Regions from separate parts of the Mus musculus genome. Here regions 2, 3, 4, 5, 6 and 7 are each linked to region 1. Evidence: chromatin contacts called from public HiCAR-type and promoter capture Hi-C data. All regions are on one chromosome and are shown on one strand. The core of a region is the stretch at or near the end of the contact, and the rest is flanking DNA. Distances in the headings are between cores, read along the strand shown.

The links. Promoter capture Hi-C pulls out the DNA fragments that hold promoters and counts their contacts. HiCAR-type assays count read pairs that join an accessible place to other places.
Region 2: a contact with region 1 is called in a HiCAR-type map of astrocytes, with 5 times the contacts expected there. The contact joins the promoter of Shisa3 here to the promoter of Guf1 in region 1. A contact is called at or near these places in 4 of 39 promoter capture datasets (cranial neural crest, hippocampal neurons, liver and 1 more) and 1 of 115 datasets of contacts at active chromatin or transcription factors (astrocytes).
Region 3: a HiCAR-type map of astrocytes shows a contact between it and region 1, with 6 times the contacts expected there. The contact joins the promoter of Gabra2 here to the promoter of Guf1 in region 1. A contact is called at or near these places in 2 of 39 promoter capture datasets (cranial neural crest and hippocampal neurons) and 1 of 115 datasets of contacts at active chromatin or transcription factors (astrocytes).
Region 4: a HiCAR-type map of astrocytes shows a contact between it and region 1, with 12 times the contacts expected there. The contact joins the enhancer-like site here to the promoter of Guf1 in region 1. A contact is called at or near these places in 6 of 39 promoter capture datasets (the C10 cell line, cranial neural crest, hippocampal neurons and 2 more), 2 of 484 Hi-C or Micro-C datasets (cortical neurons and stem cell-derived motor neurons) and 2 of 115 datasets of contacts at active chromatin or transcription factors (astrocytes and large pre-B cells).
Region 5: a promoter capture Hi-C map of second pharyngeal arch cranial neural crest shows a contact between it and region 1. The contact joins the enhancer-like site here to the promoter of Guf1 in region 1. A contact is called at or near these places in 7 of 39 promoter capture datasets (the C10 cell line, cranial neural crest, embryonic stem cells and 4 more), 1 of 115 datasets of contacts at active chromatin or transcription factors (stem cell-derived neural progenitor cells) and 1 of 9 other capture datasets (pancreatic islet).
Region 6: a contact with region 1 is called in a HiCAR-type map of astrocytes, with 5 times the contacts expected there. The contact joins the enhancer-like site here to the promoter of Guf1 in region 1. A contact is called at or near these places in 3 of 39 promoter capture datasets (the C10 cell line, cranial neural crest and pre-B cells), 2 of 115 datasets of contacts at active chromatin or transcription factors (astrocytes and embryonic stem cells) and 1 of 9 other capture datasets (liver).
Region 7: a contact with region 1 is called in a HiCAR-type map of astrocytes, with 7 times the contacts expected there. The contact joins the promoter of Atp8a1 here to the promoter of Guf1 in region 1. A contact is called at or near these places in 4 of 39 promoter capture datasets (the C10 cell line, embryonic stem cells, hippocampal neurons and 1 more), 1 of 484 Hi-C or Micro-C datasets (cerebral cortex), 6 of 115 datasets of contacts at active chromatin or transcription factors (astrocytes, embryonic forebrain, embryonic stem cells and 3 more) and 3 of 9 other capture datasets (adipose tissue, embryonic stem cells and liver).

Annotation. Positions count from the first base shown.
Region 1 is chr5:69,555,472-69,558,474 of GRCm38.p6, reverse strand. Guf1 (GUF1 homolog, GTPase) reads right to left here and starts at 1,551. Exons shown (of 17, transcript NM_172711.3): 1 at 1,310-1,551; 2 at 179-290; 3 at 1-33. The coding sequence starts at 1,420.
Region 2 is chr5:67,606,356-67,609,225 of GRCm38.p6, reverse strand. Shisa3 (shisa family member 3) reads right to left here and starts at 1,343. Exons shown (of 2, transcript NM_001033415.3): 1 at 542-1,343. The coding sequence starts at 818.
Region 3 is chr5:71,094,421-71,097,234 of GRCm38.p6, reverse strand. It overlaps Gabra2 (gamma-aminobutyric acid (GABA) A receptor, subunit alpha 2), which reads left to right and starts at 1,386. Exons shown (of 10, transcript NM_008066.4): 1 at 1,386-1,660; 2 at 2,617-2,703. The coding sequence starts at 2,633.
Region 4 is chr5:67,751,503-67,754,476 of GRCm38.p6, reverse strand. All of the region lies in intron 15 of Atp8a1 (ATPase, aminophospholipid transporter (APLT), class I, type 8A, member 1), which reads left to right. Among named protein-coding and RNA genes, the nearest start is that of Gm46914, 50 kb to the right of the region's middle. Within about 2 kb of position 1,671, at least 44 of the 459 cell types and tissues checked have an H3K27ac peak or open chromatin away from gene starts, as enhancers often do. A contact at or near this core is called in astrocytes, cortical neurons and stem cell-derived motor neurons, where this site is marked.
Region 5 is chr5:68,154,721-68,157,949 of GRCm38.p6, reverse strand. Grxcr1 (glutaredoxin, cysteine rich 1) reads right to left here. Exons shown (of 4, transcript NM_001018019.2): 3 at 2,058-2,123. Among named protein-coding and RNA genes, the nearest start is that of Grxcr1, 120 kb to the right of the region's middle. Within about 2 kb of position 1,924, at least 1 of the 459 cell types and tissues checked has an H3K27ac peak or open chromatin away from gene starts, as enhancers often do. A contact at or near this core is called in second pharyngeal arch cranial neural crest, where this site is marked.
Region 6 is chr5:67,632,728-67,635,956 of GRCm38.p6, reverse strand. The region is part of intron 33 of Atp8a1 (ATPase, aminophospholipid transporter (APLT), class I, type 8A, member 1); the gene reads left to right. Among named protein-coding and RNA genes, the nearest start is that of Gm15478, 5.5 kb to the left of the region's middle. Within about 2 kb of position 1,411, at least 54 of the 459 cell types and tissues checked have an H3K27ac peak or open chromatin away from gene starts, as enhancers often do. A contact at or near this core is called in astrocytes and embryonic stem cells, where this site is marked.
Region 7 is chr5:67,845,981-67,849,083 of GRCm38.p6, reverse strand. Atp8a1 (ATPase, aminophospholipid transporter (APLT), class I, type 8A, member 1) reads left to right here and starts at 1,653. Exons shown (of 37, transcript NM_001038999.2): 1 at 1,653-1,922. The coding sequence starts at 1,874.

The sequences.
Region 1 (3,003 bases), core at 302-2,801:
CCTGCTTGTTTTTCTTCGTCTTATCAATTGTTCCTAGAAATAGAAGCATTTACTAATTTCTCTGGGCTTTAAAACAAAAAAGCATTAAAAACAATTAACAGAAAATATTAAAGATGAATGCCTAAAGGTAAGATATTGCGGTAAAGCTAACTAACCAAGAGCAGAGAAGATAAAATACCTGTTAGCTCCAGGAGCCTGTCAGCTAAAGTGCTTTTGCCATGATCCACATGTGCAATGATACTGAAATTTCTAATGTCTTCAACAGGAAATCTAGACATGTCAGGTTTCTCCTAAGAAGGGAAGGGAATATCACAGTTAAGGGTATAAATTTTCCATAAAACAAAGTACAAATTCAAAGAAAAGTCTTTCCATCGATGGACAACTTCACGTATTGCAGTTTTGTAAGCTCCCCGCTCCCTAATAAAGATGTATGACTAAGCCTAACTACAAAGAACAAATTACAAAATACTTGACAAATATATCAGTTCCATAAACAAAGCTAAATATAAAATCCTTAAGTAATACTTCCTCACATATTGAGCTAATTGCAAATTTACTTTCATGGAGAGTGAAAGCCATATATAAGTCCTCAGGAGTCCAAGAATGCCTTATCAAGCAAAATCTCTTAGACACACCACATACTCCTGGAAATGGGTGTCTGAGCAAAACAGTCTGGGGTGTGAGTGTGTATGTGTGTGTGTGCGCGCGCGCGCTCCCTAGGCATATTCAGTTGATGAAACTGTCATGACTATAACATTTGTTTTAGCTTTCTATTTCTTACTTAGTGTAAGGCAGGTAAGGGTATGGAAAAATTATTCAAACAAAATGTAAAAGCTGCATTGTAGTCCCCCACCACGCATTTAGGACAAAGTGATGCAAACCCGCACGACTTTCGCAAACCCGCTCGACTTTCAAAAACCCTGAACGGTGACGAATACAAGTCCATTTTTCTAACCACAAGTCCCTTGCATGGGACTAAAATACTCCACGCCTTTGCATCCTCCAATCTTTGAAATTTGATAACTATCCCAACGCAGCAAAGAAGCTGCAGGATCGGATGCAAGTCAAGCCAGTTACTCAAGAAACGATAACTAAAACTTCAGGGAAATCGATGCTACAAAGGAGCAGCTTCTCGGAGGTTTTTAGAAATAGCACCCGCTCGTGAGCTACACCAGCCCTAAGCCGAGGAGCTAGCGGGCACGCTTCTGATGCGGGTGAAGCGCAGCCCACGCCGCGCCGGCGAGCAGCCGAGGATGCTCGCCCACCGTGCATGTGCTGAAGCCCTGCACCTTCCCCGGGTGATGGTCACCTTGAGCTCGGCCGCGCTGAAGAGCCTGCAGGCGGCCCTGGGCTCCGAGGCAGCCGCGTGCCGGGCCCCGGCGGCCCACGGCGCGAGAGCCCGCCCCACGAGCGCCCACATGCCTCGGCGGCGGCTCAGGGCCCAACCCGCCACGGAGACCACAAAGCCAGGGTCGCGCTCCGGCCTGAGCTGACACCGAGACCCAGGCCTGACGCGAAGCAAACGCGCCGCCTGCAGGTCGCGCCGCTTATGACGTCGACGCGTCTACGCGGGGGTCGAAAGGTCAGGGATGGGAGAGCTACAGGGACCGCGGGTGATACTGCCGGTCAAGCGCGTGTCCTGGTGTGACAGCCTTGAGAAAGCCACAGTCTAGGCGACCGGAGTCGGGTGTCGCATCACTCTCTGCGCTCACTCCAGCGAATACAATGGACAGGAGACGCCCTTGTGTGTGTGTGTGTGTGTGTGTGTGTGTGTGTGTGTATGTGTGTGCAGCGCAGGCCTCAGATGTGGAATCTCTAAAGTGTGTGTGCTCCACCAGATGGGGAAACAGTTCGAAGTCCCTCTACTCTGGGGCCATCAATGGCTGGGGAGTTCTTTTAAGAGACTTGCAGGAAAAACAAAAAACAAAACAAAACAAAAAACAGTTCATGGCTTCTACGAAGAAAATTATTTCATGCTTAGCCAATATGAAGTATAGATTTATTAATAAAAACAAAATGCATCAAAGGAGAAGGATGCTGGCTTCTCTTTGTCCATACAAAAGCAATTCTCACCTTAAAATAGGTAAGAGAATTTATTCTGGAGGCAAACATACCCATGTTTCCCAGGTTAGGATAACCCATAATTCTATTTTTCAATGAACTTTTTGTAGTGACACAACAACAACAACAACAAAGTCATAGGAAAAAGTATTTTTCAAGTACATTGATAAAACATTGTTACAACACAGCTTAGAACTAGACTTAATAGTATTCAATAGGTTTAAATCTGTGTGTCAGGATATTAAGTCTAGCATTATCTTCTAGTCACAGGATGGATACCTCTCTGTCCTTTAAGGCGTATCCCTTAGTTTTCTACCACCTTTTCTCAAATAGCCAAATTCACTATCCCATCTTCTAGAAAGCCAGGACATGTTTCCTGAACATGGTCTAAACAATTGAGGTGGCTGTAACATTTTTTAACTTCTGCAGTTTCTCAAAAACCTCCTTCAAAATACTAACATATAACTGCCCATCTCTAGACTCTGATTGTCCCTAACATTTATTGGCATGCCTCTCTCAGGACTGTTCCCTTGTCTAACTAACCAATTCAACTTTCTTGTAGTCAAGGACCCTGGTTCAGGTACGACTTGCTGTGACCTGCACAACTTTGGGATTGTCTTGACTGGGGCAGTGGGGAATGAAGAAACAACAGACACATGTACAGAAAAGCTAGGATTGGGTTGGGCTGTGTGTTCTGATGACACACTAGTAGCCTGGAAAATAAGAAGGCTTACATAGGCTAAAGGAGGAGGCAGGTTAGCTAATCTTGATTGTGGTGTCTCTGAAGTGCAGCACTCTAGGTTGTAGTCACTCAGGAGGAAGAAGCTGTAGTTGATAACTTCTTTACATACACTGTCTACATCCTTGTAGGACCTTGGCATTGCCATGGGTCTGAAGCATTGACAGTTGTGAGGTGATCATGTTCATGTTAACAATCTATAT
Region 2 (2,870 bases), core at 94-2,593, 1.9 Mb after region 1:
TTTTCCGACGTGAGAATAGGGGGCCTGAGAAATCCCTGTGACCCGGAATTTTAAATCCTCACCTCCAAAGACTTGGGTGTTTCTGAAAAGCGTGACAATAGGGGGTGGACTAGAGAGGGTAATTGGATGCAGAGAATTGTAAGGAAGTTGGAAGAGTGACGAAATGCTACTACTCGACAAAAGAAAATAAGGGGGTGATCAGAGTCGAGTTCCCTGGCACCCGCACTTCCGGAGTTCCCCCACTTGACCAGAGCGCCCAGGAAACCCAACCTAGCTCCAGCTGTCTACCCTAGAAGCACCAGGTTCCCGCCAGACCAGCAGTTCCTGCGAACCCTTGCAAACTTTCCCTAGGGCCGAACCATGGGCATCACGTGCAGCCGGGACCCAAACTGCAAAGCGATAGGACCCCTGACCTGAAATACGATCACCCTCTTTTTCTTCAATCCCCAGACCCAGAGGTGGTCCACTTTGTGGCCCGAGCTAGTAAGGCGTGCCTGTGTCGGGTGGGCGAGCCATGTCCGCCCAGGGATGCCGCACTTACGCGCGGTGATGCCAGGATGCTCCAGCTCTCCGCGGTCGTTGGTGCAGCCCCCCTGCTCCAACCTGGCGTCGGCTGCCGCGCAGCAGTAGCGCAGCGCACACGAGCCGCAGCAGATGGTGGCGTCCTGCGTGTCGAAGTCCTCGGGGCACTGGAACCCCTCGTGATAGTTGCCCTGCGCGTCCACCCAGCCGTGGCAGTATTCCCCAGGCTGCTGCGCGCCCGCCGGGCCCCAACGTAGCAAGCCCACGAGCAGACAGAACGCCAGCAGCGCCCCCATCGCCGCCCCGCGCCCGGTGGCAGCTGGAGAATCCGAGGGCGGAGCCGGAGCTCCGGGGGACCAAGGTTCCGCCTCCCCGAGGCACCACGCGGCCGGTTGACCTCCCGGTCAAGAACGCGTTCTCGTGGGTTAGCAGCGGCTGGGCAGGAGGCGTGGGCTGCTCTGCGGGCTCCGCTGGCCGGAGGACAGCATGGTGCGCGAGGGTGAGGGGACCAGGGATCGCGGGAGGCCACCGCGTAGGCTGCGACTGAAGCAGCGGCCGCCTTTAGCCAGGCTCATCGCGCTAGGAGCACCCGGGGCCAGGCCGCTATTCTTGCGGGCCGTCGAGCCCTGAACGACCAACTCCAGGGCCGGGCAATGTCCCAATCGTGGGCTGTCGCCCGGTACCCGGCAGAGCCGGGAACTGAGCTTGGCTCTCCACGTGCAGGTCTCGGGGACCAACGGCTAATTCCGCTCCCGCCCCTGACTGTCACGCAGGCGGGAGACAGCCCAGTCGCGGCCAAGTGCAGAGGGCCTGGGGTGGCTGACAGCTCTGCCTGGAGGGCGTCCCTTAAAAAGGCAGAGGGAGGAGGAGACTCGAGGGTGAGGAAAGTCCGCCCTCCGGGGTCGCCGCGCGAGCTAATCACAGCGGGTGCACCGCGATGCGGTCCGCACGCCCGCAGGTTCACGCGCGTCTCCCCTCCGCCCCCACCCACGGCGCTACCCCGGGCCTTGGCGGTGACCCCGAGGGGACCAGGCCGAGCCTGCCACCTAGCTGTCACATAGCCAGGGGAAAACCTGCAGAAGGATGAGGAAGACTACGGTCCCGCTTCCGTCCACGCCTGCCAGCTCACGAGGGGACTTGCGCCGCGCTTGAGTTCCACGGGTTTCTTTTAAAAAACGAGCGTGGCGTCTGAAGTCCCCTAACTGTTCTGTCGGCTTGTGCACAGACTCAGTTTGTCCCTGGGCCGCCGATTCTGAGGATTCGTTCGATTCCGATAACCTGATTTTTAGGGTCACCAACATTTGCACCTCACTCCCACCCCTTCACCCCTCCTTTCCAGCTTCCACGAGTTCACGCTCAGGCGCCTCCTTCCCGCACCGCTGAGCCGGCGCCGGGGAGGACCCGGGTCAGCCCCGCCAGCCTCACTTCAAAGGCCAGGATTTCGGTGTTCCGCGCCCGCAAAGGAAATAAAAGAGCAGAATTAATGATAATCGAGCCTATCTGAACTTCTGTTCGGGCAAAGAAACACATTTATTTAAATGATGTGTCCCCTGTGGGCTGTTTGCAGGGCATGGCTCCTCTAGCCGAGGGAGAGCCTTGTGAAGCCAGAGTTACGTGAAACCGGTGCTAACCTCAAGACTTTATTTTTATTGCAACCTGTGTTTCCTCTCCGGGGTTTATTGGTTCGGTACGTGTGAGGACGTTCGTCTCAGCCACACGGTTTGTCAAACGCTTTGAACACCCTGTCACCGATTTAGATATTAGCAAGTCTCCTGAAACAAATGGAAGAACTTGTCAGAGCACCGCCAACACAAGTATACGCGGTCAGAAGTATTTATTACACCCGCAGCTTGCCCACGGTCCCAGAGGCTTCTAGAAAAACTTCGGTGCTGAATAAAACGGTTTATTTTTAAGTATCTAAATTAAATTCCATCCCGGGTAAAGAACCACTCCTAGCTTCAGGTCTTAAATATTGAGATTGTTATTTAAATATAAAAATAAATACCCAACACGCCACTACTGAGTAGGACTGTGTAAAATTATAACTGCATTGCTCCACAATAAATGTTTGGGGGGCAATAATAAGTTATCAAACTGTTAAGTAAAGCCAAATTACATTTAGGCAAACAAATTTCCTTAACTAAGAATTTAATTGAAGCATGTGGAGTAGAAATTTCGTGGTTAATGGATTTTTATTTATATAGGAAAAAAAATGCTGTCACCGGGCTTTCAGGCTGCTTAAAACAAACAAACAAACAAACAAAAAACAACAAAAAACCAAACCAGTTTTTTAGGGGCAGCAGGGAGGTTGGTTTTGTTTTCAGGAAAATAAAGAGAAAAAGATTTAA
Region 3 (2,814 bases), core at 137-2,636, 1.5 Mb before region 1:
TGCATCATCTAGTAAAAAAAAAATCTTGTGTGTGTGTGTGTGTGTGTGTGTGTGTGTGTGTGTGTGTGTGTGTGCTCAACTACCAAATGGTACATATTGACTCTGAATGTAAAATAACAGAGTCGTACAAGCTTAGGACACTCTCCCTTTTCTCCTTTTATAGTGTCTCACATTTATGAAAACTTCTGAGAAAAAAAGATAAAGAGCGGCTCTGGTTTGCCTGAGTAGAATGTTCCTAAGATTCAGTTTCCTGCACAGTACAAAAAGGAATGCATCTTTCTTTTCTTTTTCATTGGTTTCCTTTTTCTTTTTCTGTTCATGTTGCACGGTTCGATTTTATCGCCCCAGATAAAGCGGAAGGAAACATCAGACAGATCAAACACAGAATTCTCAAAGTGTATGATAGGTTTGGAATTACAAGTCCCTGCCAAGAAAAAGCCCTAAAGGGGGGAAAACCTCAAACTGCTCCATCTCGTTCCTGTCTGCAATGGAAAGAAGGCAGCAGGTTCCTTAGCTCAGGGCTAACATAAACTTTTTATAGCTCTTAGACTGAATCTTGAGCACCAGGTAAGGAGAATGCCTGGACAAAGAGATTAGGGTAAAGCATTGCTGAAAGAAAGCAGGGGGTTTTCCTGAAGGGTAAGGTCAGCATAGGGCCCTCACTGATCCGCTTTGGGCAAGTCTCCAGACCTCCTAGCTTGAGGGGAAACTGGTCCTAATTATGGGAGCGCTGAGCAAAGAGAGGTACATCCAGAGGGCTAAGGAAATCAAAGAAACTTCCTGCTGTGTAATTCCACGTAACGTGCGTTTAACATGGTCCTGCGTGGATGCGCTGATGACTAAGTAAAGGCGTGATTAGCCCCTTCGCCCTCCAGTGGGAGCCATACATCGTTACCTCTTCCAGGCAACCACGTCGCTCCACTAGGGATGATGTCGGGGGACGAGCGGCAGGGAGCCGCCCGTGGGACCTAGGGCCTCACAAACACACACCATTCACAGTTCAGCACCCACACTCACCAGCAGCCGCCCCCTAACCCTTACACCAGGAAGCTCACTGCCTCCAGCTCCAGGCAGGGTGTGGGCTCCACTCCTCCAGCGCGGTGTGGGCGCGGGCAGCGGCGCTCCCAGGCGCACTGTGGTGCCCCGCGCTACCCCGGCTGTGCTGCCCCAGGTGCCCAGAGGGCGGCGGTGGCTTGGCCAGGATTGGGGTGGGGGATAAGGGGTCCCCTATTCCCTGGAACCTTCTTAATCCTCTTCCTTGGGCTAGCTCCTCCTCCTCCAGGCGCGGGGCTCGTGCCCGCTGCTGCCTGCCTGCGCGCATCGCGCCTCCGCGCCCCCACCCCGGCTCCTGCGATCGCTACTCCCTCCTCCTCTTCCTCCTCCTCCTCCTCCGCCCATCACCGCCACTACGGACGCCTTCGCCGCCTACTCCTCGCGCGGCCACGACTCCTCAAGCTCTCTGCTACAGCTTCCACCGGCCCATCCATTCGTTTGCTGCCTGGTCTTTAGGCTGCTGCAGTCTCTCTCTCTCTCTCTCTCTCTCTCTCTCTCTCTCTCTCTCTCTCTCTCTCTCTCTCTCTCTCTCTCTCTCTCAAGTTTCTGTGGAAACAGATTCAAAGCCACTGGAGGAAAACATCTACTACTTCTACTAGCTGTTCAGGTAGGGTCGCAGACGTTGGTGGCAGCGGGGGTAACCTTTGCTCATTCCCCTCTGCTTCGCCAGCATGCCACCCCCACCCCACCAACCCACTCCACTCTTCATGCTCCTTCGACACGGAGGCTCAGGTTCTCCTAGTCTCTCCATCCTCCAAGATCGAATTCCAATGTCCCTCCCCAGAAACGTATATTCGCAACTACAATAAAAATCCAAGAGCCAGTCCGGCGGCTGCACGCTGGCCCGGCTCTTTTACAGTCTCCAACTTTGCACACACTGGCAGCGCTGCCTGCCTGCTCAGCGGCGTCTGATCCGGAGCCTCACGCTCCTTTGGTAGTCTTGGCTCAGAGCAGCTGTCAAATGCATAGTTCGCAGCACTTGATTTCCACCCTGCTGCCTCTTGAACATGGACGTGGGCAAATGTGAAAGGGCAGGGCGAATGATTTGGATTTGATTTTCTATTTTTTTTTTTTTTTGAGGGTGTGATGGTGGTTGTTGTTGAGTAAAGTGAAGACGTGAGTACCACAATTAACTGTAAGGAAAAGATAGAAATGAAAAAGTAGCCTGCTTGCTGCCAGCTTTTTCCTGCTGTCGTTGCGGAGGTGATCTTCCTTGAGAGGGTGAGGCGTGGAGTATCCATCTCCCCACCTCTTTCGCACACACTCCTCCAACCTATTTCTTCATCAGCTACTGTGTCAGTTTAGAGTCCCGGGTTGTCATTTTATGCGTGCATAACGATTTTTTTTTTTTCAGAGGATGGGACTGGGGAAGTTATAGGCAGAGGAAAATGTATTAGTGGTGTAATCTTTCCATTAAAAAAATCCTTTCCCATTGCCTGTCATCCAGTCCTATACCTAGTAGACAGGAGTAACATCCCCTCCTAATTGAAATGAAATTCTTTTGGGTTATTGGCTTGGTAGGATGAGAACAAATTTAATTTAATTTTGTTTTTTCTTCCATAGCTTTGGCAACAAGAAGATGAAGACAAAATTGAGCACATGCAATGTATGGTCTCTGCTGCTTGTTCTTCTGGTGTGGGACCCAGTCAGGTGAAGCATTGTTTTTGATTTCTTCATTCCAGGTCTAGGATGATTTTTAAGTGACACAACTGTATCCACACTCTTTAAAAGACTAGGTATTTTGAGGAATTATCAATTATT
Region 4 (2,974 bases), core at 422-2,921, 1.8 Mb after region 1:
TGAGTTGAGGAACCCTAACTCAGAAGCTCATACAAGACTCCATACTTCCAAGGGCCTCATCTAATTGGTTTTATATTGCTGAGAAAACCAAGATCAACTGTGGCCGTGGTGGAACCCTGTGCTCTGCATATGTGACAGTGGCTCTATGCTACTGCTGCAGGAGGAGAGACTATGGAAGACTCTCTCCAAAACTCTAGAAGTCATCTCAATAGCTGCTTGGCAGCTTTGTCTGGCAATGTGAAGTTGACTGAATGCCACGTAGCAAGCTTGTAGCTGTCTGTTTAATTGTCCTGCTTGAAATGGCACTCACCACAAAAATGTTAAGAAAATCCACATGTGAAAATTATGTGTTTATATTTGGTCCATTCTAAAGACCCTTTCAAATATACTCTTGGCATTAAAGACTGTGCAATAGCTGAAATCCTCTAAAAATGTATTAATATAAGTGATTTGTCTAGATTATGACTTCCCAGTGCATAGCTACTAACTCTAGAATTGGCACTGTTTCCTGTTGTTGCCAAGAACCATAAACAAACGTGGAGACTTGGAGACCAATTCCTTTCTATTAAAAACCATTATCTAAATTGATAGTATCAATATTGGAAGGACTAGAGAGAAAAACATCCATGTAATTATAAGTTATCACATGATTACTTTCAAAAACCCACAAATATTCATAATCATTTTCTCTTAAAAAATTATTTTGGAAAGTTTAAATATAAGCAGAATGAACAAATGTCCCCATCAGTTATTTTAACAGGCTATGCCCTGGGTCACCCTTATCCCTCCTGTGCCTTTCTACCCTTATTATTCTGAAGCAAATCTAAGTAGATATGTTTGTTTTTTCTTAACTTCTTGATACAGTCACACGTTATGTTCTTGTTATTTTTCAAGTAAATGACAGTGGGGTGACAGAGAGCTTGCCTTAGAGCTGGCCCTGCAGTCGTTCAGTGGTTTTTTGTTTTTGTTTTTGTTTTGTTTTTTTGTATTATTATAGTATCTGCAGGTTGAACAAGTTTCTCTTTTCTGCTTGGTTATTTTCTCATTTTACCTAGCCTATAATTATGTGTGGCGTGAGTGGCATTTATTTATTCTGCTGTAGAAGGTAGGCTGGGTAGAGCATTCTTCCAGGCGTGCCCTTAGAATAATGAGAGCTAACCCATCTCCATTAGCATCAGTCTTCAAAGGAGTCCCCTTGGCAGGCTCTTTCTTCAGCAGTGCAGACTCTCACACAGCATTTTAGAACTCCTCTTTTGTAATTGCTTTCAGAAATACTTGCAGTCACCCAGGAAACTGAGTCTCATTTACTTTGATCAAAACCAACCATTATCTAGCCAAAACAGTGCATTTAATCACCCATTCAAATTCTTGGACTTAACTACTCTGAGTAACAAACTCATTACTAAAAAAATTAAATCTACCAGCAAGCAGTTTTGACTACCAATGAACAGGACCTTAAAAAAATCCTAGAGGTACAGACTCTTTTAAAAAACAGTTCTCTGACTGCTGGGGCCAGAAGCCCTTAAGCTGAGGCAGGTCCACTAGGTTAGGGAAGAGATCAGCCCCTGAGTCAGAGAGGATGCTGAGCAAACAGGCTTTGTACAACCGTGTTCATTGCCTCAGAAAACTGACTTGCGCTACCAAAGGAGCTCTGCCTCAGGTCGTCCGGGAGATGTGGCACGGATCAGGAAGCCAGCCTCTACACGGGTGCTGTACAGTGGGCAGTGAGCTTGTCCAGGCCGACACATTGTGCAAGTGCTCTCTCAACTGCTCTTTCTTTACATCCAGTCTGTCACACAATATCTCGGGGAGCATGTGCCAGTGGCTCCCGTTCACCCGGCCTCCAAACCTGAAGAGACTCCAAGACCAATGGGGTGTTGTTTTGTTTTAATCCACACTAGTCATGGAAGTATTAAAGAGAGAAAAATACACCTTTCTCCTGGGACTGAGATTTTTATCATTTTAAAAACTGAATCATTTGAATAGAAAGATGAGTTCTCCCAGAGCTGCGACTCAGCTTCTCTGTGATAATTGCCATAAGGTAATTATTATGCAGCTTTATGTGTTCAAATGTATCCTCAGCTGAAGGACTTTCTGGCCCCAGCAGTCAGATCACTGCTTTGTTAAAAGCCAAGCATCAGTCCAGACCTTATAGGACAATGATTAGCCGTGTTTCTATGGTTTTGTACCATTTAGCCTGGCAGATCACCTATACCAGCAGTAATCTCCCTGTGGCTGGAGAGCTCTTGCCCTGTGGTCCCCCATGGGTTTCGTTCCTTGGACCAACTTAAGGGAAGAATGCCAAGAAGTCTCCTTTCAAACCCTATTCCATTTGGAAAGGTTTATGAGCCAGAGAAAACTGGGCTGGAGCAGAGGCGTGAAGGGAGGACCTGCCACCTAGTGGTCCAAGTTCTGAAACACACTCCTGACTTTTGGAAGGCAAAAGAAGCAAGCCACTTTGTGGAAAATGCCAGTAGGAGATCGAGGGATGTAAAGAATGAAATGCAGAGAGCCTTGTGAATGTCTCACCGGAGAGTGAATGAGAATGGTTCCAGGCTGCCCAAGAGCAGGGTGTATGACCTTCCGGTCTGCTAAGAAGGAAGAGCTATGGAGTTGGAGGACCGAGGTCACATTATAACATTGTAGCATGTGAGAACTAAAAGTAACCGCCCACGGGCTACATCAGTCTTGGATCTAGACTTTACCCCATCCCGAAGCTATGCACTAAGCAAAAACTAATTCTAGAATACAAGAAGAAATCTCATCTCTCCAGGGACCTGAGACAGGAACATACGTGGTCATGGGAGAATGACTGGACTATATTATAGTCAGAAAGGCTGGGGATAGCAGAAATTAGAGGTTAAGCAAGGTCTAAGAGTGACTGGCTAGCCACAGGCCTGTTGTTAGAGGGGCACGAATTTGGAGGACAGTCTGCCTTCCAATCTTTGCCTAGAGGAACCTGCTGTACAGCTCT
Region 5 (3,229 bases), core at 675-3,174, 1.4 Mb after region 1:
CAATTGAGGGTCCATCCTCTCTGATAAATCTAATTGTATCAAGTTAATATTAAACCATCTAATACAATATTATCTACATAAGGCTATTAATATTTCAACTGGAATAAAAAAATAATAAAATGCAAAAATCTGTTTCTTGGGGAGGTGTAAGCAAGAGAATCAGGAGTAGTTCAACTATGTTGGGAGTTGGAAAGTAGCTTGATCTAAATGAGATTCCCATCTCAAAAAAAAAGCAGTTTCTCAGACACAAAACCATATTCTGTATTCAAATAGGCACTGGTAGCCAGTAGTTACTATCTTGGACAGCTCAGTCAGAAAGTGTTTCCATTGTAGAAGCAAGAGCTACCAGAAAGAGCTGTATTGGAGAGGTATATAGCTATTAAAGTAAATGCTTAAATGTTCAAATAGCAATATAAAATCAAATGTGTGTATTCTGTAATATCAGTGTATAACATTAAAATATGCTCAGAAAATTATATAATATTAAATAATATACACTATGCAAATTATGTAGGTTGAATAAAAAGATACACATTAACCTAAATTAATGACTTTATGGAACTGAAGCAGTCTATAGGAACAGAAAGAAAGTAATCTACTCATGCAAATATTTTTTAGCTGAATGAAAATTTAGACAAGCCAGTGCATACTCTCATTTGATACCTAAAGTTATCAAGACTCCAAGGTGTCAAGGAACATGTCCAAAGTCACATAACCATCATTAGATCTGATCTTCCAGCTAAAATTCTCAAATTTCAAACAATATTTCAAAATTTACAAATTGTGAATGGTTGGGAAATTTAGGAATTCAGATCATGGCATATTCTACTCCTGCATCCCAGGAACCCTCCATGTTCAGAAGGACTTCTTCTCTGACTGTCACCTTTATTGGATCACTTTGTACAAATGTAATGTTACTATTATGACAGAAAGTATCACCAAACTGTTCTTAGTTATTGCTGTATGCAAGCAAATCTTTAAACAGAAACTGTTGTCTCCCAAAGGAAAATGCTTGCAAATCATAGCTATTTGGACTATTTGTCAATTGATTGAACACATTTTTTCCTTCTGATAAAGACTAAATATCAATAAAAGTGACTATTAAAAGTAAGAAGTAGCTCATTTGGGATAAAATTAAAAACCAAAATAAAAGGGACAAAAGGAATCCCTTTGGCAACCACACAGTATAAAAATTCATGGAGATAAGAAGTCAGGAAAGACTAGACAGTATTTTTAGAAGTAGTACCACAGATAGACAAAATAGATCTTGCAGATTGTGAAGTGCAATGAGGAACTGGGACAATAACACTCTGGGTAGGCACCTTGCATAAATGAGTGGTTCTAAGAGAGGAAAGAGGCAACAGAGATCTTAGCCTTGATTGATGTTGAAGGTATGTGAGAGAATCAAATATAAGGTGATAACAAGAAGAGCCAGTAAAAGCATGTAGGTGCTGGCCAGCCTTGTTCACCTGGGAACACTCTGGATAATTATGAATGTGTAATTTCCAATCTTAAAATTGTTTCCATCTGGGTGATAAAGCATATGGTCTCCCTACACACAGGAAGAAACAGGCTGCTACAATCATTCACCACAGAAATGCTGAGGGTTTCCTGGTTGCACATCAATTTAAGGCACTATATATTTGAATAATTGTGTCTCTGATGCTATAATTGTAAAAGGTAAAAACAAAAACTAAAACATGCCTCATAGTAATGGTGTTCTTTTTTCCTTCATAAATATGAGTAAGTCCATGGGAATAAGTGTGCTTTAAAAAAATTGTCTAGTTTAATACTTCACCAATACCTCTATTATAATTAGTCTCAGATAAAGCCAACTAAAAAGTTCAGTTAATAGGATGAGGTGGTTAGAAGCAGATGTTTAAATCACCCTACTTGGAGCAAATGTAATGGCAGGTGGTACCCAATTACAACTGTCACACATATAATGTTATATATTTGTAAGAACATAGGATAAAAATTCAGCTAGGGAACCAATTACAGTCAGAATGTGCTTAACATTTTGATTACTAGAAATGAGTTGTTAAAAGCACAATTACCTCAATTTTGGTTAAAAGGTCTTGCAGTTCTCCTGATTCATTCATTGACAAAATTTTCTCAGCACCCTATTAACAAGAGGGTTAGGGAGAAAAGAAAATTAGTTGTGTTAGTATTTGAAATGCCAAAGTTGTAGTCAGGAAAGGTTAACTCATAACATAATAAACACAATCTTCTCCTCAGCTCTGAGAAAAGTGAAATATAAAGACCAGAAAGTTTTACTGTTGCATACCCACTCCTGTGTCAAGGGTCACGTTAGGAACAGAGAAGGCTGCCAATGGGCAAGCTTTGGGATGTACTAGCTGTCACATCAGTTCCAGAGAGGCATGCATACAGCACACACACGGAACCTATTGTCAGATGTTCCTTCTGGAGAAGAGGACTTTGAGCAAATCCACAGCCTGAATCATCTCTGCCCTCTCCTAGACATCCTGGACATGGCCATTTTTGAAGTCATGCACGTATCAGCTAAAAAAAACATATAATCATCATTCAACCAACACTATTGTCAGAGAGAAACCTTCACCTCATTTAATACAGAAGACTCTGCTATTAGTCGGAATTGACCCCTAATAAAATTAAATAGCAACCCCAAAGTCTTCTACGGAGAGAGCATAAAAGGAGTTGGAACACAAGGAGGGGAAGTTACAGAGCTGATGTTTTTAACTTCTAACACTTCCTGTGAAAGCAAGGATTGGAGCCCTGTATGCACATCCCTACATATTCATTATGATTCTTTGAACTTTTTTTTTTACTGCTGAAGGTCTTTATTTAAAGTTTCTCTGAGTCCTAAGGGACTTTGTCATTGCATAAAATTTTAATTCTTTTTCATAATATGAGTGTTTTTTTAATTGGGTATTTATTACATTTACATTTCCAATGCTACCCCAGAAGTCCCCCACATGCTCCTCCACCCACTCCCCTACCCACCCACTCCCACTTCTTCGCCCTGGCGTTCCCCTGTAGTGAGGCAGATAACGTTTGCACGACCAATGGGCCTCTCTTTCCACTGATGGCCAACTAGGCCATCTTCTGATTCATATGAAGCTAGAGACACAAGCTCCGGGGGGTGGGGGGCGGAGTATTGGTTAGTTCATATTACTGTTCCACCTATAGGATTGCATACCCCTTTATCACCTTGGGTACTTTCTCTAGCTCCTCAATTGGGGGCCCT
Region 6 (3,229 bases), core at 162-2,661, 1.9 Mb after region 1:
ATGGTTTATCCACTGAGGAATATTCCTCAGGCCTGTTTTGGGGGAGTTTTTACACTGTCAATTGTTGCTAACATCAACTTGTAGCTCCTTTGGATTTGTATTTTTTTTTCTCTTTTTTGGTTTTTCAAGACAGGGTTTCTCTGTGTAGCCCTGGCTGTCCTGGAACTCACTCTGTAGACCAGGCTGGCCTCGAACTCAGAAATCTGCCTGCCTCTGCCTCCCGAGTGCTGGGATTAAAGGTGTGCACCACCACGCCCGGCGGCGTATTGTTTTCTCTTTTAAAAAAAAAAAAAAAAAAAGGAATGAGACAAAAGAACAAAGAGAACAAGGGAGGGAGGGAGGGAGGGAGGGAGGGAGGGAGGGAGGGAGGGAGGGAGGGAGGGAGGAAGGGAGGAAGGAAGGAAGGAAGGAAGGAAGGAAGGAAGGAAGGAAGGAAGGAAGGAAGGAACTGTCTGCCCAAGATTTAAGCCAGGCATGGTACCATATGTCTGTAACCCTTGTCCTCAGGAGGCAGAAGCAGGCAGTTCATTTTCAAGTTTAAAGCCAGCCTGGGCCACATAGCAAAAACCTTTTTTTTTTTTTTTTTTTTTTTTTTTTGAAAAATAAAGAAAGAAGGGAAGGAAGGGAGAGAGGGAGAGGGAGAGAGGGGGAGAGAGGGGAAAAGAAAGTCACCAAGTGATTTTTCTCTTCTCTCTGCCTTTCTCTGCCTCTACTACCCTCTAAACTCCCCTCCCATGCCCTGAATAAACTCTATTCTATACTAAAAAAAAAAGAAAGAAAGAAAGAAAGAAAGAAAGAAAGTCACCAAGTTTTATAGCACTGTTTTCTTAATAATTTCTCTATAAAATTAATATATGATAATTTTTATTTTCTCCATTTCTTGTGAGCAAATTTATATAAGACTGGTATACTTAGCCAAGCCCACTCCTGTTAGCAAATCTATAAGCCCGAAACTTTATTAATTTATGTTGACCCATACTGTATGTTGACATTGGAAAATATTGCATAAGACAAGCATATGTGTGTATAAAGCAATCAAAATCATAAAATTTACGAACTGATTTGCAGTTAACTTGATAAGAGAAAACCTCCCCTCCTTAAAGCTCCTGGGACAGATCGCTAGAAAAAAACAGGAGAAGAGAGTCCACTAAAGAATTCCAAAAATGAAGATAAACATAAGGGAAGGCATCACTAATAATGAATGCTGCCATGTTGCACTCTGGGGTTTGGTTCTTAAACCCACTTGATAGCTGAGGAAGCAGTCTGCAAAGGTCCTAACCATGGAGTCTCAATGGCAGCCATGGGCACCAGCAGACCAAGTCAGAGACTGTGGGCACCAGGCCTGCTCTGTCTCGGGTACAAGGGCTCTCAAGCGTGCTTTTCTTTTGAGAGCCGTCTGTGTGTAATGGAGAGTCAGAATAAGTAATTATGCCTTCCCAACCTGCCTAGTGGCAAAGTCTGAGACAGACAAGAACTGTGCAGCCAAGGGTTTGCCTGCAGGCAGCAAATTTGAGTTCTCTTCATTCTACAAAGCTGAACTTGGGCAAGCTGATTGTGTTGAACATCTCTCTGGTATGGAAAGGCTGGTGTTCCCCCACAGTGGGTCAGGGAACAAGACTATAGCTGGTCCTGGTCCTGCATCTCTACTGGGCTACTTGCACAATAAGCTGATGTTTTTTCAAGTACTCTTCTGCAGGTTTATGTGAAAATATGAGCGGTTTCCCCTGCCTGGGTTATATGTTCCACTAGAGTTAGCCCTAGTTTATTTTGAAGCCCTAGGGCTCCCACCCGGGGCCTCTGCAGAGATAAGCAGTTACTTGTTCCCCACATAGGGCACAGGCAGGCCTGCTGTGTACCAACCACAAGGCCCTAAGCACTTAGATCCTCTTCTCACACCCCTCCGCTTTTTTGTGACAAATTCCATTTGGTTTCGCAAGACCTGGAAGAGGACAAGAGACACTTGGCACTGCCCCCCAATCTCCCACGTTCAGGACCATTTGCAAACTGCTCTAAGGGGAAGCCCCAGACCAACCCCGGACAGACACTCCCGTAAGCGCCATTGTCTGCGCACGGCTTGGCTTTTCCCAGCTGACCTGCCTGCAAGTGGGGAAATGTGAAAAGTTAGAGACAAACTGGCTTCCACAGAGGGAGGGGAGCCTTCTTGTACAGAAAGGAAGGAAATACCTCTGTGGGATTTCATTTTTCCCCCTCCTCTTCATCCAAAAAAATACAAAGAGACTCTGTCTTAAATGGGGACGTCAGCTTTAAATCTTTTAGGTTTGGATTAACGCTGCAAAAGAAAAAAAAAAAATCTGACAGGCTTTCAGATATGACTCAGAAAAAGTCTTCACCCCCCTTCAATTCACGTTGTTCATTTGTAAAGCCAAAGGCGGGGAGCTGAATAGCAGGCTGTAGTTACCCCACTCTGTCATTAGCATGACAATGGTCAGAATTAGCAGCCCACAGGGTCCAAGTTTTTCTTGTCTGCAAAGACTTTAACTTGAGGTTAATACACAGCGGCCAAAGGCAAGAAGTCTTTTCTTCTCTTGTTCTCAACATTAAAATACATAAGCCAGGCAAAGGTGTTTTCGCTTCCATGACTTAGCATCTCATCTTACCCTTTTCCCCAGGAAGAAAAAGTCATGAAAGGGTTTTTGTTTTGTTTAGGGTTGTTTTGTTTTCTAATAGCTGTTACCTTCCTAGAAGGCGTCCTTGAATGGAAACAAAGGCCCTGGAGGTGATAGACATTTCCTGTTACATAATTACTGTTGGTTTTCACTATTGAGGATGTCAACCAACTGTCCCAGATCATGTTTTGCTTATTAAATAAAGTGACTTTTATGGGCATATTTTTCACGAGTTGATGTCTAGAATACGCATGCGGTTCTTCAGAACCCATGCAAACAGATTTTATTTTCAGAGATTTTTACCGATGGCATGTTTTTATTTTAAACGGGCAGAGATATCAGCCCCATATTACAGGGGCAGGGGGAAGCTTAGCATCCTTGAGTGACAGTCCATATCAGTAACCTGCATTCGTGCAGAGAAGATGGGAGGAGTTCCTGGTACCCCTTTGAGGATCAAAATGAAAAGGAGACCCAAGTCATAATTTTAAATTACCTTCCTATTTGATGAGGATTGATGGACTAGGACGATGAATAATTGTTACTGTATGTAGAATTAAATGCTAGATCATCTTAATTCCTGAATTCAAGTTTAAAAAACAAAA
Region 7 (3,103 bases), core at 404-2,903, 1.7 Mb after region 1:
ACTTTTAAGCTGATTTTCCCTGCCCCTTGGTTCTTAGTCTTCCACTTGGTTTCAGACTCATTTATATCCATCAAGAGGAAGCCTGGTCCCCCCCCCCCCACACACACACACACACGAGATTATGGAGCCTAGGAGGAGTAAAAGCCGCCAGCGATGACAGTCTTGATAAGGCTGTATTCATTTTCTTTTTTTTTTCAAAGGACTACGGTTTTAAATTATGGCTATCGCTGGCACAGACACATTTACGTTTGAGTCTGCTCTAACCTAAGGAGATTCCAAGCACACTGGAAATAATATGTTTCCTTTGTTCTGATCCCAACCACTGAATAAGAGACAAGTGGAGAGGGTTCCTCATAAATATGTATTGACCGCCTGGGTATTAATGTGAGTGAGTGAGGTAGAACTCTGATTAGTGAATGAGATCTTCCGGGAAGTAGAGGAACTATCACGAATGGAGAGAAGATGCTATTAGCGGATTTTATTTATTTGTCTTTTTCCTTATGCTCGAGTTGCAGTCATATCTCTCTCTCTCTCTCTCTCTCTCTCTCTCTCTCTCTCTCTCTCTCTCTCTCGTTCACCCTCTACCCATCTCTCCTTTCTGGATCTCAAAGGAATACTAATAAAAAGCCTTGCTACAGGCTCTTTCCGCTAGGTGCCCAGAAGAACAGTACACGAAGCCAGTACCTTTTACCTTTATTCCTTTCTTACCCTGCTCAGGAGCTTGCTAGACACAAAGCTCCCCTCATCCTATCTCGAGGCTGAAATCGGGAACAAATTAAAAATACTGCATTTGTTTCGACTTGTTAGATTGGATTTTACTACACAAAATAAAAGGCACTGAGGTCGTGCTGGTCTCTAGGACATAACGACTTGTAATTAACATCTTTATGGATTTTATACCGACGCCCCACTAGGCTTTGAGGATAAACTACTGCATCGAACTTTCTGGAGCAGAAACCACAAACAGCATAATTTTTGCTTGGTTAACCACGTGGTCAACAGTTGGTTTGGTTGCAGTTTCAGAGCCTTAACAGGTTGCAGAGGACGAACTGGTGGGAAGTACGGGCTCACACACCCACGCAGGTTGTGTGGCTGGAAGCCTTAAAACGACAAGAGGAACCGTTCCAGTGGCTTCAGGTCTCACAGCCTGCTACTACAGAGGGTTCACGTTCATCTCAGGCCAGGAGTCAGGCTGGGTGTTGAGATAGGCTAGGATTCCACTCAGAGGGCGAATGCAGGGTCCCCCCACATCAGCAGAGACGTCACCCACAGAGTCTCAGAGGCTTAGACTCAAGCTGCCCACACCGAACCCAACACCCTGGCGCTGAGGACGGTCGGTTCTATCGCATTGTAGAGCCAGAAGGTGGCTGTAGGGGATGCCAGAGCTTTCAGAGCTAAAGAAGCTCTTCCTCTTTTATTAAGGCTTGGGACACTTGTACTGGCCTCAAGGAGGGCCGAGGTGGGCCGAGAAGCCGAGAATGCTAGATCGAAGTCCCCTCCCCGCGGATGGTACGGTCCGAACTGGGCGGGACCTGGAGGCTCGGCGGCCCTGTCCCCGCCCCACTCCAGGAGGCCAGCGAGTGAGCGCGCGCCCCGCAGACCCCGCCCCCGGCGCCGTCCCCGGCTCCGCCCCTCGAGCCCGCTCCTCTGCCACTGCGGGGAGACCTAGGCGGCTCTGCGGACGCAGCTCCTTCGCCGCCTTCCCCCTCCCGTCCAGTGCCCAGGCGGCTCCTGGCGGCGACGCTGCCCTGGGTGGGAGGCGCGGCCCCGCGGCAGCTGAGCCCTCTGCGCGGCGCAGCCAGCTCTCCCGCCCGCGCGGCGCCGTGACAGGTGCAGGGTCCCCGCCCGAGACCCACCTGCAGGGGCTGTCGAGATGCCGACCATGCGGAGGACAGTGTCGGAGATCCGCTCGCGCGCGGAAGGTGAGTGACCGCCGCAGCAGGAGGCTGTGCGCCCAGAGTGCGTGGGGGCAGGTGCTAGCAGCCTGGGGTCTGACGTGAGTGTGTGTGTGTGTGTGTGTGTGTGTGTGTGGCCGGGAAGAGACACCTCATCCCATCTACACCCCCTCCTCCTTTTCCCAGTAGTCTGGTTGTCGCCCCTGATCGCCAGTGAACCCTTCCGCCAGCTCTGCCTTCAGCGCACTAGCAAATGCTTTCCAGGATCCAAAACCTCGGAATTTATGCGCTGGCGGGAGCCCCAAGGTTTCCTTTACACCGCAACGCGACTGTTCAGTCCTTGTCTCCCAGAGCACTCGCCCGGCTCTCCTCCTTCGCCAACAGCGCACAATCTTTGCAATCTGCCTGTTCCCAGTGAGTTTACCCGTGCCCATGAATAGATCCCTCCAACCTACTATCTCCAGCGCCCACCATTGTGTTGCCCCCACATCACAGCTTCCCGAAGAGCGGGTTTGCCATTCCCAGGCGTCGCAGATTCTTTGATCCACTGTTCCCAGCATCTCTAGGCTGGAAGAGCCTTAATTGGGTTTGGGTGCTCAGTGGATACCAGGCTGCGTTCCAGTCTCTGCACTTCTGCCCCCTGTGGCTCACCGGGCTCTAGTTTGAGGTTTCATTTTTGTTTTTCATTTTTGCTTGAAGCCTGCACTTCGGCCGACTGAACTGACTTGAGTAAGGTGCATGCTGCTTTTGTTGCTCCACCCAGGGCCAGCTGTTGAGTGGTTCCACTTGTAGGAAGTGTGCAACAGATGCCCTAGGTTATGGGCTAGGACGCTTTGGCAAAGACTGAGATGGTGCTGTGCACCCTGATTGAGGAGCCCTTCTCCTCCTGTCTGGCGTGTGGCAGGCTTTCAATAAACACCTCTTGGTTTTACTAGGACAAAAAGGAAACGGTATACTTTTATTTTCTTTCTTTTGTTTGTCTGTTTTTCCATTCCAGTAACTCTGCCCTTCAACGTTGTGGAATGGCACTATTTTGAGAAATAATCTATCTTGTTACCGTCACTGATTCTCATCCCTGCCCCCATCTTGACCGTGAGATAGATGATAACGGGGTGGTGGAGGTGGAGTAGAAGCAAGGAGAATAGGATTTCTGGGGGCGGGAGTAGTAAGAGCTGTAAGGACCTCATGTGAAAAATAGGAATTCCGGG